2 separate regions of the Sus scrofa genome follow, and region 2 is linked to region 1. Evidence: chromatin contacts called from public HiChIP or PLAC-seq data. All regions are on one chromosome and are shown on one strand. The core of a region is the stretch at or near the end of the contact, and the rest is flanking DNA. Distances in the headings are between cores, read along the strand shown.

Evidence for each region. HiChIP or PLAC-seq counts read pairs in DNA pulled down with a chosen protein or histone mark.
Region 2: an H3K27ac HiChIP or PLAC-seq map of alveolar macrophages shows a contact between it and region 1. The contact joins the promoter of NFATC1 here to the promoter of CTDP1 in region 1. A contact is called at or near these places in 2 of 5 promoter capture datasets (fetal liver and fetal skeletal muscle), 1 of 47 Hi-C or Micro-C datasets (fibroblasts) and 2 of 2 datasets of contacts at active chromatin or transcription factors (alveolar macrophages and skeletal muscle).

The regions. Positions count from the first base shown.
Region 1 is chr1:145,809,213-145,813,149 of Sscrofa11.1, forward strand. It overlaps CTDP1 (RNA polymerase II subunit A C-terminal domain phosphatase), which reads right to left and starts at 2,461. Exons shown (of 13, transcript XM_005660586.3): 1 at 1,769-2,461. The coding sequence starts at 2,073.
Region 2 is chr1:146,000,710-146,004,787 of Sscrofa11.1, forward strand. It overlaps NFATC1 (nuclear factor of activated T-cells, cytoplasmic, calcineurin-dependent 1), which reads right to left and starts at 2,188. Exons shown (of 10, transcript NM_214161.1): 1 at 1,993-2,188. The coding sequence starts at 2,089.

The sequences.
Region 1 (3,937 bases), core at 1,211-3,710:
TTAACTCCACCCCAAGGCAGGATTTTTAAGTTTCTAGAAACGTTCACTGCCTGAGAACCACCTCTGATGTGGTCAGGATGAGCCTTGCTGATGACAGCAATGACAGAGACAGGGTGACTCCAGCTAGGTGAGCCCAGCTCTGGTCTGGTACTTTACACATACCTCGCACACCTGTGTTCCAGGAGAAATGCTATCACTCTTCAGATTCTCAAAAGGCCCTGTGATGAACCTCTGCAGATCTGAGATCTCAAATACACAAAACACACAAGACAGAAAACTACTCCCAGCTGGGAATTTGTCAGAAGATTGTTTTCTCAGCTGATTGGTGAGTTTACTGTATTGGGTTACTCAGACTTGCGGGACTGATCAACACACTGTACATGAAGTCTCATTAACTGCTGTGACAGCCACTGGCCTGTCTGGGCCCTGGCGGCCTTTTCTGAGCAGTCAGAGGAACAGAACAGCATGGAGAGGAGTTCTTTCCCTCAGGGATTTTCTACACAGTGAAACACCAGCATCATGCTGCACCTTCATCATTTAGCTGACGGATTTACAGGCTCATTAGTGCCCAAGCAATGGTCAGGTAAGACTTGACTTCAAAGCCATGCTAACAGCATAGTAGTGTGTTAAACACACCAGCACAGCGAGCCCCTCCCTTCTAAAGGAGGCCAAGCAGATGGCTCCAGTGGAGGATGCAGCCTAGGCCACCCCGCCTGCATTCAGTGGGCAGGTACTGGCAGGCGAGCAGTAGGCTGAGGACTAGGCTCTACCTCCCAAGATGACAGAGACATAGATGGAGAAGGAGGCTCCCCGCGGTTGGGGAGGAGGTGGTTCTATCCTGGTCATTCGCTTCTGTGTGAATGGAGCAGAAGAGGCTCAACAACCAGAGGTCACTCAGTCCACAGGGGGAGTAGCAGGATGAGAGTGGGCAGAAAGGGAGCACTCAGGGCATACTGTGGCCTCCACAGAGGTAAGGTAAACAGGAGCCACTACAACAGGAGTCGGGAATGCTCGCCTGCCCCAGGTTCTGTTCCTGAAAACAACCACATGTATATACACCTTTGCACACAGCACTGGTAAACTTAGAAAAATATGAACTGACGAGCTCATACACTTCAAAGAAGAAAAAAAGTCATGCTACATGGTTAAAACAGAGGTACCCACAGCAAAAGCCTATTGTAGGAGGGTGTACTACTACTTTGCACACTGACCTACTTGTGCCAAAGCTGCACCCCCCTTCCTAAGCTTGATGCAGAACTACACTAGGTATTACAGGCAACGTTTCACGGGGTCTAACTAGGATCTAAAGAAGTGCACACCTCCCAACAGTTATTACCACGACAACCAGCATGGAGCATGTCTGATTCCTCCTGTACTCGCTATAGACCCATGTTTTCCTAATTTACAAACGTGCAATCCTATCACAGAAAAAAGAAGGGAACACAACCGTTTTCTAAAGAATTCAATTTTGGTAGTTGAGAACTTTAAAAAAAAAAAAAAAAAACCCAGCCGCCTCTGATTATTAAGTCACAAGTAGTGACTATCGTCTGACCTTAGAAAAACATGCAGACACACAACAGTGGGCCTTACATTCTAAAGCTCTCCCCAAGTGCATCCCGTTCAACTGCAGCCTCAGAGACTTTTCCTACCCAGTTCCCAGCTCAGGACCCCCTCCTGTCCCCGGCCCTTCTTCCCTCTCCCGGCCCAGAACCTCTTTCCAACCCGGCCGCCCCGCCCGGCCCGGCCCCGTCCTCCCCTTCCCACTCACCCGGGGACCACCACCTGGCCCGGCTGCGCGCACAGTTCCCGAACCACACCAGCGCGCTCCGACCTCAGTCTGCGTTCGGTACGCACGCAGCTCCCAGAGCTCGCGCGGGCAGGAGCGGGCCCGGCGGGCTGCGCGGAGGTTGCGGCCTCGCACACAGCCAGCACCGAGCCGATGCGTACGGCTGCGCCCGCCGCCACCTTCCACTCGAGTAGGCGCAGCGGCCCGGGGCCGGGACAGCGCACCTCGGCCACCGCCGGCGGCGGGGCGCCCTCGGTGGGAACGCGGCCGCCGGGCGGCGCCTCCATCGCAGCTGGGCGGAGTTGCTGTGGAAAAGCGGCGGCGGACGCTCAGGGCCCGGCGCCCATCGCGGGCTGGCGGGCGACCCAGGCCCAGGCGGAGGTGGCGGCAGCTGCGGAGCACCGATTCTCTCCCCGGCACCGGCTCCCACCCGCCGCCCGTTCCCCGCCGACTTCCGGGACAGCGTGCGATGTCACGTGCCGCCGCGTGCGTGCGCGGATGCACTGAGGACCCGAGTTAAAAACCACGCCCACGCGGGGCCCTAGAGGTCCTGCACCAGCCACGGGCAGTGAGCCCCATCCTAGAACTACACCTATGGGGCTGATTCCGGTGGAAACAGTGTTCTTAGTCCCCATCCGTCCCACGAACACCAGCGTCTGGGATCGCGGGTCCCAGCATACAACGCGCACCCCCCCCCCCATCAAACGCTGAGGTTGGACGTCGTGGTGGGACTACAATTCCCGGCGTGCAATGCGCCCCTCTGTGTCACGAGTTCCCATCAGGCACAGCGGCTGGGGCTTACAATGAGAGTCTGTATCCTGCAGTTCCCCTGGGCTGCTGAGATCCAGTATACTGAGAACTAAAATATCGGTATGCACGGTGCTTGGCTGTCTCACAGTCCTCCATTTGCTGAAGTCTTGGGGGTGTCTTTGGACTACAAGGCTGAAGTCCCGGCATGCAACTTGCCTCTGTCCCAGAAACACCGTCAGGCTCTGCGGTCCCAGCATGCAACGCGGGGCGCTGACCCACGACTCCTCTCGCTGGCGTTGAGGCTGGCTGCCTGTGGGACTGCAAGGCCTAGGGTGCGCCACCGGTGCGCTGCTGTCCCATGGGTTCCAGTGGGGCGTTTGGAATTCCGGCATGCCACGCGGGTTTCGTGGAGCTGCTGTCCTAGCATGCGGAGCGCGGTTGGGATTTGGAACCTGGTGGGCGCCAGGTTCCCTGCATCCCCCAAGAGTGCCTGTTTTGGGGTCTTCTTTGGTTCCGACCCTCCCCGCACTGTCCCAGCCCTCTTGCCCTGGTGCCCGCCTGGGGAGACTGGAACCACCTGGAGACCAGCCTTTGGGAGGAGTGGACGTGGTGGACTGCGGCTGCCCTCAAGGTCTTTCTTGATTCGATTTTTGAAGAGCTGCACTCTCTGGCGGGAACTGGACAGAAGCACCTGTCCCAACAACAGAACCCTTAGGTGCATGAAGCAGAAACTGATGTAATTTAAGGGAGGCAGACAACTCAACAGTAGTATGTGCATAACTATGTTGTACTTTGCTTTATTTCACTTTGTGGATACTGCATTTTTTCACAAGTTAAAGGTTTGTGGCAGCCCTGTATGGAGCCAGTCTATCGGCACCATTTTTTTGTAAAAGCATTTGCTCATTTCATGTCTGGGTCACGTTTTGGTATTTCTCACAATATTTCAACTTTTTAATTATTATTTGTTATGATTATCTGTGATTAGTGATCTTTGATGTTACTATTATAATTGTTTTGGGGGTATGCCCTGGTAAGATAGTGAACTTAATTGGTAAATGTTGCGAGTGTTCTGATTGCTGCACTGACCAGCCTTTCCTCCCATCTCGCTCCCTCCTCTCTGCCCTCTAAGTGTAATTAGGCAGATTAATAAACCATAATGGCCTCTAAGTGTTCAAGTGAAAGGAAGAGTCGCACATCTCTCACTTTAAATCAAAAGCTGGAGATGATTAAACTCAGTGAGGAAGGCATGTCAAAAGCTGAGATAGGCCGAAAGCTAGGCCTTTTGCGCCAAACAGTTAGCCAAGTTGTGAATGCAAAGGAAAAGTTCTTGAAGGAAATTAAAAGTGCCACTCCAGTGAACACACGAATGATAAGGAAGCGAAACAGCCTTATTGCAGATAT
Region 2 (4,078 bases), core at 938-3,437, 190 kb after region 1:
TGGTGGATACCATCACTATGCAGTTGTCCAAACCCACAGAACACAGAACGTACAGCACGCACAGCACGCAGAGTGACGCTCACGTAAGCTAGACTCTGGGAGATGATGAGGTGTCCGTGCAGGTCACTGACTGTAACAAATGTCCCACCTGGTGGGGATGCTGATAGTGGGAGAGCCTGTGCCTGTCGGGGGAGAGGCACATGGGCAATCTCTGTACCTCCCTCTCACTTCTGCCGCGAATCTACAACTTCTCTAAGGAAAAACCAAAAAAGAATGCGTGTCTCAAAAAAAAAAAGAAAAAAAAAGTTAAAAGGAATGGTTTCTGTCAACTTCTTTCTAACACTACAACAAGGGGCTTCCCACCTCTCCCCAAGCTCCCTCCAGCTTCCGAGGCTTCCCGTTCCCCAAGCCTGGTGACTGCTGGGCCCAGGTGCCGGTGCCCCGGAGGCCTTCCCACAGGGGTAATGCCACTGTGATCCCTGGGAGCTTGGGTGGGGGCATAGAGTTGGCAAAGATGCTGAAAATGCACCTTGAGAAAGTCACTCAACTGGCGGTCGGGGAGCAGATATCCAGGAGACACAGGGAGGCCTTCCCCCCGCCTGGTCTGTCCCAGGCACAGAACCAGGCTGGCTGGCCTTGCAGGGTGGCAGTGCCCTGGAGGATCCAGGACGGGGGCTGATTCCACACAACGAAGAGGTCAGGAGTCAGTCACACGTCCCCCTCGCGCCTCTCTCAAAGACATTTGCTGAATGGACTGAAAAGGGGGCTGGATACCAAGGGAGAAAGTCTTTTGGTGTAAACAAGTCCGGAAGCCGGGATCTGCCACAGATAGCCAGTCCCGAGCAAGTGCAGAAGGCCTCCACTTCCGGCCCCAGATCTGTTCAGACAACTGCTTTTCTCTCCCACCCTCGCCACCATGGTCCCCACTGACCCAAAGGCCTGGAGACGCACAGCCAAGGAAGAGGAAAAGGAAGACACTGGGGGGGCACGGGTTCAGGCAGCCTTAGCCTGGTTGGAACATTTATTTTTTTATAAACAAGCAAGACATTACACTTTTAAAAGAAGGGCGGTGAATGATATGGAAAATATTATACAGTCACTGCAGAAACGGGCGCCTGCCGGTGCCAAGTGTGCTGGGCTCAGCTTCACCATTTCACCGCCACGTGGGGAGGGACAGAGAGAAGATCTTGAAGACAGAAACAGAAAGGAGGCCCACAAGGGACAGAAGAGACAGGTGTGGGGAGAGCCAGGCTGCAAGGAGGGGGCTCCTGGTCCCCTTCACTCACTCGGGGTGGCCGGTGGCCGCAGGCCCAGACTGAGTCTTCCGGTGAAAGTGGGGGTGATTGCTCAATGGTTCTTTCTTTTTCAAAAGCCTGCACCCTGGGGGGCCGGAGGAGTCCTTTATCTGTTGTTTGTTTAGGGGAACTTTTATTTTTTGACAGAGAAGAGAAAATTAAAGAAAGAACAGTGTGGCACCCTTGGGGGTCCAAGGTCTCAGAGGCTAGCTCCACTGTACCATCTCTTGATGGAGAGAGGCTTTGCCCTGAGGACACGGGGAGCAAGAGGGGGAAGTCTTGGGGGCCTCATGGGCCAGACACACTCTATCCTTTGGCTTGAGCAACACCCCACCCTAAAGAGAAGGCCCCTCCTGCGGGAATGTGGTCAGGACTCCGCTCTAGTGCAGCCCTGAGTCTTCCTACATGGCTGGGGGGGCCGACCCCAAGGGGGCCTCCCCCACCACTCCCACTCGCCCCTCAACCTGACCTGTTTTAATCCGGCGAAGGGTAGGGCGGTGGGGAGACTTTGGGCGCTGCCCCGACCCCGGGGCCGCGGACCTGGGTGCCGCGGAGGTGTGGGGACGGGAGAGGGGGTGCGCCCCGGGCAGAGGGGCAGGGGCCCGGCGCGCCTCCAGGCCGGCCCCTCCCCACCCGGAACCTACCCGCCCGACCCCCGCGCCCCCAGTCCCTGCGCCCCCGCCTCGCGCGGACCCACCTGCGGTGGCCCCGGCCGCGGCGGCGCCCTCGTCGCTCTGGTTAAACTCGAAGAGGAAATCAAAGTCGAACTCCTGGTCCTCCTCCAGCCCCGTCATGGTGGGTCGGGGTCGAGGGTCAGGAGGTCAGGGTCGGGGTCGGAGTCCGAGGTCAGGGGGCTAGGGTCGGGGTAGAGGGTTGGGATCCGAAACCTAGGGCAGGGGTCCCAGGTCAAGTTCAGGGTTGGATTCAGGGTCTTAAGTCTTGGCGGGGATCCGGTACCTGGTCCGGGTCCCGGGTCGGGCTCTGGGCTGGAGTCGGGTGAGCTCCGGAGTCTGGGCTCAGGGCGTGGTCGGGGTCCCGGGTTGGGTCAGGTTGGGGTCTAGTATGGGGGTCGGGGTAGAGATCCGGTATTGGGGTCAGAGTTCCGGGCAGGGGTCCCGGGCCAGGATCCCAGGTTGGGGTCCGGGATGGGGTCGGGGTCCCCGGCCAGGACCCCGGCGTGGGGTCGGGGTCAGGATCTGGGTTGAGGTCCGGTCGGGGTCCAGAGTCGGGTCCCCGGCCGCGGGCACCTGTGGTCGCGCCGCCCCGGGCTCGGCTGCGCCCTGCGCTCGGCCGCGCGTCCTCGGGTAACGTGACTCCCGCCCGCGCCCCTCCCCCCGGCCCTCCCCCGCCGCGCCCCTCCCCCCGCTGTTTCCGGGTTTACATAAACAAGCCGCTCGCCGGTCGCCGGCTTCCGAGTTTTAAATAAACTCTCCCCGCCAGCCCGAGCGCACGCCTCTCACTAGTGTCCCGGCTCTGGGCAAGCCCTTCCCACCCGCGCCCGGGGACCCCCAGGCGGCTCTTGGGGTCGACAGCCCCACTGCGAGCGAGACCCTAGAGTGCGCCCCGCCCCCTGAGTCTGCGCTGGGGTGGGGGGGATAGACGTGCGCCGGAGGCGGGGGCGTGGGGGGGGCACACGGAGTCTGGCCACTTCCGTCCGCCCCGGGGCCTGAGCGCCCCTGCGGCCCGAGCCGGGTGGGCAGGAGCTGGGGCAAGACAGCCGGCGGTCGACAACCCCCCTCCCCGCCTCCGGCAGACTCGCCCCGCTGGGAGCTCTTCGTGAAGCGCGCTGCCCCGACCCCGGTCCGGGGGAGGCGGGCTCGCTTGCCTCACCCGCAAACAGGCGCAAAGATCAATACCTGCGTCCCAATGAGCTGCTGACGCTGCCCCACTCCTACTGAAGGTGCCTAAAGGGGCCTCCTGCCGGCCAGGCCCCTTCTAGGAGCGGATCGGCCCGACTGGGCTGCTGCCTAGTTTGCAGCGCGCACGTCCTGCCGGAGCCCGGCAGCCTGGGCCCGGAGAGGAATTCCCTGGTAGCAGGGCTCGCTATCCAAGGAGCACTGGATTCCCCAACCAGCTGCAGAAGAGCAATGAACACAGAAAACACCGTTTTCCAGCCCCCACAGTTAAAGATGCCCAAAAGGGTCAGGAAAATGCGAGGCTCCTAAGAACCCACAACGCTGTCGCCTTTACATATGGAACCGGTGCTGCCGCTCACGCCTGGCCACGTGTACGCGCGGCCTTTTACTTGCAGTCTGGTGCCTAACTGGCAACCTCCTTTTTTGTAACGCGTTCTGTTTAGTCCTTCAACTTCCTGAAACACCGTACAAACGCCTGTGCGCACAGGTGGCCTGCCAGTCATCCGTGAGTGACTCCAAAGCTTTCACGAGTTGAGCGAAAATAGGAAGAGCGGGTGGGGGGTAAACCCAAGGCCAAGGCAGAGAGCAGCTCTGCAGCAAAGAAGGTATACAAGCCAGGCCCGGCTGAGCACCAGCCCTATCCATCTTCTTTCTCCTAGCTGTTTGTTCTAACTTCCCCAGGGTCTTGGCACCCCAGGAAACCAGTATCTGGATAGCAAGAGAATGATGGCCAAGGCCCCTGTGTGAAACCGAGGATCATGCAAGTAGGGGGAGTGGAGCAGGAAAGGAGGAGGGCCGCAGGAGTGTCCATTTTTGCAACTCTGCTGCTAATCAAAAGGTGTCCTCTGCTCTATCCTGCAGGCCCGCTGCCCCCCCCCCAACACACACACCCAGGGTATTGCTTTTTCCAGAAGCAGATATAACCTG